Regions from separate parts of the Sus scrofa genome. Here region 1 is linked to region 2. Evidence: chromatin contacts called from public promoter capture Hi-C data. All regions are on one chromosome and are shown on one strand. The core of a region is the stretch at or near the end of the contact, and the rest is flanking DNA. Distances in the headings are between cores, read along the strand shown.

Region 1 (3,353 bases), core at 533-3,032, 39 kb before region 2:
TTGACCACGGAACTGAACTTGGTCCGGTTACAGCACAAAACCGTAAAGTATTAATTACTTGGTCACCTGTCAATCTCCACCAGGCTGGGGAGGTTCCTATCGACCTCCTTACCCACTCTCCTCTCAGCACATACATGGATGCTTGGTACACACCAACTGCTCCATGCTCGGCTGTCAACAGAGATTTTCTCTCACCCTAACGAAAATCCCACAAGACCATTAAGTTTCTATTAACACCAACTGAGAAAACGTCAACATACTAGCAAAAAATCAAACCAAGGGATGGTTGTGGACTGAGCTAATGAGTGAAGCCTGATACATTCAAAGCGACACAGAGAGGTGAAAGAAAAAGGACTGTACTACGTTCCTAAGGGAGCGAGAGTTCACAAGACCAAGCAACAAGAAAAAATGCCAGTGATATAAAAACAAGTTGTGCAGCTTCCGGGAAAAAGAATGCACAGGGCTCGCAATCTTCGAAGACTGAAGTTCCAGGCGCCGAATGGACAGGCCTTACAGCCCGGGCAAGAAAGGCAGACTGCTTGGTTGGGCTCCAAGACGGAGGTGTGCGGTTCTGCCCCGGAGATCCGGGCGGGGAGGAGAGGAAATGACGAGCCTAAAGTGGGTGGTAACGGCGCCTGGCTGGAGACCCGGGCCGAGCTGGGAGGAGGGGCGCAGCCAGACCGGGGAGTGGGCGCACTAACGGATCAAAGGGACGGCGGGGGCGGGCCGGCCCCCCCCTCTCCGCGCCGCACGCAAGGCCCCGTGGCCGGGGCGCGCGTCCTCCCTGGGTCTCCCTCCCGACTCAAGAGGACTGAGATACCCAGACCCGCTTACGGAGAAGTGGGGTGCGCGGGCCCCGCGGGGAGTGATTTCCCTTCCAGGGCTAGAGCGTGGTGAGTGCTAGGGCAGGCTAAAGAGTGAGGCCGAACGACCAGGAGAAAACCGCCGAGGCCCGGGCGCGCGTGTGTGTGTCTGTGTGTATACCTGAGCGTGGGGGCCTTCGTGGCAGTCAAACCCGCCACCCCCGGGCCTGGAGCTTGAGAACCTAGGCCTAAGGGTAGAAACAACCGGGACGCATGGCCAACTGGCCCTGACACCCTGCAAAGGGCTGGACCCCAAGGTGCCTGCTCCCGAGAGCGCCATCCCTGCGCGGGGCAGCCCTCTGCAGGCCTCGGCAGGGAGTACCCCGGAGCGCTTGCAGGCTCCAAGCCGAGGCCGCCAGCAGCCCCGCTCGGTTAGGCTCAGCTCGACTCCCCGGGCTCGACGGGAGCCTGGGCCTCTCCTGAGTGGTCAGCGAGACCCGCCAATCGGGGCGCTGGGGCCGGCTCTGGGCCGCTGGATATTGGCTCCTCACACTCACCGTGCCTCGCTCCCCCGGTTCGCTGCCCGCGCTGATTGGCTCCAGTACCGGACCCCGAAACCCAATCAGAGGCTCCAGCCGCCGCTGCCGCCGCCACTGCCGCTGCCTCGCAAAATGGCGAAGCCGAACAAAGGGGAATCGGGCCTCCCTCCAACTGCCTCCGCGCAGGCGCCTCTGAGACCACGCCCCCTAACCCGAGCTCTGGGCTCGCCCCATCCCCGTTGAGAGAGCACTGCGCAGGCGTACGATGAAGCCACGCCCACTTCCCTAATTAGATTCCTCCCCCGGCCGAAGGAATACGCAGGCGCTCTCTTGACGCGCCGGACCCTTCAACTCAAAACACCGCCCTGAGCACAGGACCACGCAGGCGCTAACCAATTCCTTTGCCAACTGCCCACCCCTTCTATGCGGCCTCTGGAGACACACCCCTGGGACTAATGCGCAAGCGCCGCTCTATCCAACTCGCGGCCGCTATCTCGTTACGCATGCCCGGGCGGCGGCGGGATACTCTACGGAGTTTACCGCCGGAAGTTCGGCGACCAGCACCAAAGAGTGCAGGTCCGGCTAGCTAGCTAGAAGGGCTCGTTTCCGCCCCACTCCCGGGTGGTGGGCGGCCATTTTAGGTGCGTGCAATTAAGGACTGTGGTGGGATTGGCTCTACAAGCGGACTAGTCCGCTGGTCCCCACCTACCAGAGCCCTTCCCCGCGGGGCGGGACCTCCTAACGGCGGACTCCTTTCCAGGTGAAGGGTACCTGGTACGTTGGAGCTTTGAACGAGGCTCCCCGCTCCCTCCCACGGGACCCCGGACAGGCCATTTGGCCTCGCTGATCCGCCCCAGGGTAGGAGAGAGAATGGGAGGCTTCTCTAAACTTCCCCCGTTTCCCCCCAAAGATAGGGGGGAGCTTTCCTTGAGAGGCCGCCTTCTGTTTTCTCGTGCTCGCTCCCGCTGTATACACGCCCGCCCCCGCCCCCGTCCCGTTTGCTCCCTTGTTGCGGCTTAACGGGACCGTAGCCTTGGCCCACCTTTTTGCTTCTGGGCCACACCCAATGCGGAAATACTTTTGGATCGTGCACCGAAAAGGAGACTGCGAATCCGCCTTGCTCCGCGCTGGCTTGGGGAGAGGAGGAGGCGTGTCTTCGGGCCGCCTTTCTCTCCTGGAAAGCGCGAAACGGGAGCGGAGCCCTGCCGCCCCCCAACCCAGGCGTCCGCTTCTCTTTCTTGCCCAGAAGAGTTTTGCATTACTTTTTGAAGGCTGAACGAACTCCCATTCAGCGATAGGTGGGGGGCAGAAAAGTTAGTAAGTGGGTGGTCGGGGCAGTCTGAATGTAATATATTCAGGTTGCCTAAGCATTTTCACTTCCTTTCCCCTTCTTATAGCTGAAGAAACACTTAAATTCTGGAAATAGCGACTCTATCATGGCCGGCAGCCCTAATGAAGATTCAGAAGGAAGCAGAGTGCGTAACAACTATTAACTTATTGGTGAACTGAAATTCAGAGTAATTGAGGTCAAAAGCATAAACACTTTTTAATTAAACCAATAATTGAATTGTCTTTTTTTCTCTCTTCTGTTGATTTCCTTTAGAAAGGCCAATAAAATCCTAGGCAGAGGCCGCTCATCACTTTGTTTTACACATGCTTTAATTCGCTTTAGATAATTTTTTCAATTCTGAGGATTTGTCACTAAATCAAAAGGAGGAAGCGGGGAGAAGTGGTGGTGGGCACAGTAAAGGAAAATAAATAGCTTAGTCTTTTTCTGTAGCTTCGTCTTTTTTTTTGGTATCTAATAAAACATTTTCTTTCCCTTTGCACATTTTAGATTACTTATGTGAAAGGAGACCTTTTCGCATGCCCCAAGACAGACTCTTTAGCGCACTGCATCAGTGAGGATTGTCGAATGGGCGCTGGGATAGCTGTCCTCTTCAAGAAGAAATTTGGAGGGGTGCAGGAACTGTTAAGTCAACGTGAGTTCTGAGAAGAGCTCCAACTCATC
Region 2 (3,300 bases), core at 474-2,973:
GTCCCCTTTGGGGACCTGGGCACCCTTTAGAGGGGTTTATCCCCTTCTCCCAGAAAGGCCGAAGAGGGCAGGGGTTTGCAGTCCAGGACAAGAGGCTGGAGAATCATTAGCTAAGACCAAAGCAGCAGCAATTAGTTACTTATTTTCTGCAAAGACAATCACTGTGGGGCTGGGGGAGTTTACATGCTTCCTCTGCTGCTGGATGCCAGACCATGGGGACAAGTTACCACTTACGGAGCAACCATGTCGTGGTACGCACTTGATTAGCTCAATAATGGCCATCATTATGCCTCACGAGGTAAATATTATTATGTGCATTTGATAGGCAGGGGAAGGGAGACTCAGAGGGGTTGAGCAATGGGCCTCCGATGGCACAGCCCGCAGGTGGGTCACCAGGTTCAGGGCTGGCAGTCTGGCTCCAAAGTACTTCCTCTTTCCTCTCATCTGGCTCACTCATTCATCCAAGTCTTTATTTATTTAAAAAAAAATTTTTTTTGTTCTTTTTATGGCCGTGCCTGCAACATATGGAGGTTCTCAGGCTAGGGGTCCAATTAGGCTGTAGCCGCCGGCCTACGCCACAGCCACAGCAACGCAAGATCCAAGCCACATCTGCGACCTACACCACAGCTCATGGCAATGCTGGATCCTTAACCCACTGAGCATGGCCAGGGATCGAACCCAAAACCGCATGGTTACTAGTCTGATTTGTTTCCACTGCACCACAACAGCAGTTCCCTGCAGTGAGATCCTTACCTCATGGTGCTATAGTGGGAACTCCCTCATTCAAACTTTTATTGAACACCTGCTATGGATTGGGCTATACCAGGAGCTGAGGATACAGAGCAAACAGCTGGAAAAAAAATCCCTCTGTACACAGAGATCTCACTCCAGTGGCAGTGTCTAAGGAAGGATAGGCTGGCAAGCGTTCTCCCCTAGGTGGCAGCATCCATGTGGGCCATGGAAAGAGCCTTGGGTAGGGAGCTGATATGGGTACGTCCCAAGGCTGCCAGCAACTTGTGGGTCATTAACTCCCTGAGTGCTTCCACCATCATACTGTGCAGGAAGGGGTGGGACTAGGCATGGTCTAAGCTCCCTGGACAGGCTGCAGTGGCATCACTGGCTTCTAAGATGTAGAACATCAGGCCCCACCCAGACCTACAGGATCAGAACCCGCATTCTAACACGGTCCCTGGTCCTTCTGGTGGTTTGTGTACACATTACAGTCTGAGCAGCTCTGGTTAGGGTTCCTCTTACCTTGTGCCTTTTCAATAGCCTCCGGCTAGGGACGGCACTGACCAGCAGAGGGCACTGTGGGGAGGTTTCCCCTGTACCCAGGTTGTCCCCTCTGTCCCCTCCCTTCCAGACCTAGACTGCTAAGTCCACTGACTTATGGGATCCCCAGCTACTCCCTTACCTTAGCTGGACTTTGCCAACAGACAGGGACAGAGTCCCCCACCCTCCTTTAGGGCGTCCGGGGCCAGGGCTCTGCCGGGAAGCAGAAAGCGCCAGGCCACACCCGCCTGGATTCCCCGCCCACCTCCACTTGTCTGCTGGCCTGGTGACGGGGTCAGGCTGACCTCTCTATTTCTCAGAGAAGGAACTCCTGTTCCTGGACAAGCCGGCAGCCTCTGGGAGCACTTACCCGGTAAGGGGAGCACCCCCTGGTGCAGCTGGGGAGGGTTGGGTATTCCGACGACGGGGCCACCTGGGGCTCAGGGGAGGAGCCTGGCCCGCTCAGCCAGACCTGGCAGAGTGTGGAGACCCTGCACTGGAGGAGGCGAGGAGAAAGGGGCTTGAGGGAGGGCCACTGCCCAGGGCATGTGAGGACCAGGGGTCAGCGCTACGAGAATATAAACTGGGCTGATGAATGCTGCCTAGGACTTAGGTTTGGACTCATTCATCGCAGTACAATTTAGATCCTTCACTAACTAGAGACGGTTCAGGGATTGAGTTGACGCAATAGGAACTGGTGACATGGGAGAAGAGTTGAGTGTTTCCTTAAAGGATAAGAGCAGGGCTTTGGCCCAGGAGCCTAGATCCTTGTGGTGGAGGAGGCGATTCCCCAGGGACAGGTGATGGTGGCATCCTTAAGGCCCCCCATCTGCGGAGAGTGCTACCCAGGATGATCCTGGGGCTGGGACAAGGCAAACTGGAGGCGGGGTTAATAAAGAGTCAGGCGTGGGGCTGGGGTGACGGGGCTCCGGTCTGCACTGACCTGGTTGCTGTGCTGTAGATGATCGACCCTTCCCCCTCCTGGGGCTAAGGGGAGGATAGAGAGCTGTCAGTCTTGGAGAAGGGGGGCCGAGCTAGAGGGGGAGGAGTTAACCTGCTGCAGAACCCATAATGAATGGGGCGCTGTGAGACACCCTCCCGATTGGAAGGGTGGGCAAGGGAACTCCGCTGGGCCACCCAATGGGGTGCAGGGGATTTGATTCTGGTCTTTGGAGGTGTCAGGGGAAGGTTGTTGCTATAGAAACAGCGAGCCCCCCATTTCTTTCCCCATATCTGGCACCTTGGTGGGCACAGGGTGGGGGGGTACCACTTGCTGTGGCACCAAGGATGTGCCTTCAGCTCCTTCTATTTATTGTTTCTTCAATTTATCTTTGTGTCTCTCTCTTCCAACTTCATTTCCTCTCGCAGTGGACAGGAAGAGACCCCCCCGGGGGGAACAGAAGGGGCAGAGAAAGAGAAAGGGGGTGTTTCTGGAAGCTCTTGTCGTCTCTGCTCATCCTTCCCTTCTGCCTTCAGTTGCAGCTTAATCTTCTACCCTCTGTCCCCACTGGGAGGGGAGAGAAAACTTGGCTTCCTTATCTGTGAAATGGAGATAAAAATAACAGCTAGTTCATAAAGTCGCTGTGAGGCTCCAATGAGCTCGGCCACGTAGAGCGCTTTAACACCCTGGCACGGAGTAGAGCTCCTTGGACGTTAGCTACTATGATTACGGTTATAATTCCAATTATCTTTACAGTGGAGGGACCAGAAGGATTGGCTGCAAATGAAGGGGAAGCCAGCAGCTCTGACCCCCCCATTCCCACCGGATCTGGGGCATTGCCAGCTTGCTACTTCATGGGTGGGCTCCACCAGAGCCACACCCCAGAGTTGGATTTTTAAGGCTAGGGGAGCAATGCCACTCCTTCGATTCTTGTCTACATTTTCTTTTTTTGTCTTTTTAGGGCTGCACCCGTGGCATATGGAAGTTCCCAGGCTAGGGGTCGAAATGGAGCTGCAGCTGCCAGCCTACACCAACAGCCACAGCAACTCAGGATCTGAGCTGCGTCTGCGACCTACACCACAGCTCAC

Evidence for each region. Promoter capture Hi-C pulls out the DNA fragments that hold promoters and counts their contacts.
Region 1: a promoter capture Hi-C map of fetal liver shows a contact between it and region 2, with 4 times the contacts expected there. The contact joins the promoter of OARD1 here to the promoter of TSPO2 in region 2. A contact is called at or near these places in 2 of 5 promoter capture datasets (fetal liver and liver), 7 of 47 Hi-C or Micro-C datasets (embryonic fibroblasts, fetal heart ventricle, fetal liver and 3 more) and 1 of 2 datasets of contacts at active chromatin or transcription factors (skeletal muscle).

What each region holds. Positions count from the first base shown.
Region 1 is chr7:36,384,837-36,388,189 of Sscrofa11.1, reverse strand. It overlaps OARD1 (O-acetyl-ADP-ribose deacetylase 1), which reads left to right and starts at 1,782. Exons shown (of 6, transcript XM_005665959.3): 1 at 1,782-1,918; 2 at 2,740-2,817; 3 at 3,180-3,324. The coding sequence starts at 2,779. NFYA (nuclear transcription factor Y subunit alpha) reads right to left here and starts at 1,475. Exons shown (of 10, transcript NM_001243295.1): 1 at 1,361-1,475.
Region 2 is chr7:36,345,450-36,348,749 of Sscrofa11.1, reverse strand. It overlaps TSPO2 (translocator protein 2), which reads right to left and starts at 1,723. Exons shown (of 4, transcript XM_021098667.1): 1 at 1,643-1,723. UNC5CL (UNC5C-like protein) reads left to right here and starts at 1,341. Exons shown (of 9, transcript XM_013977897.2): 1 at 1,341-1,645.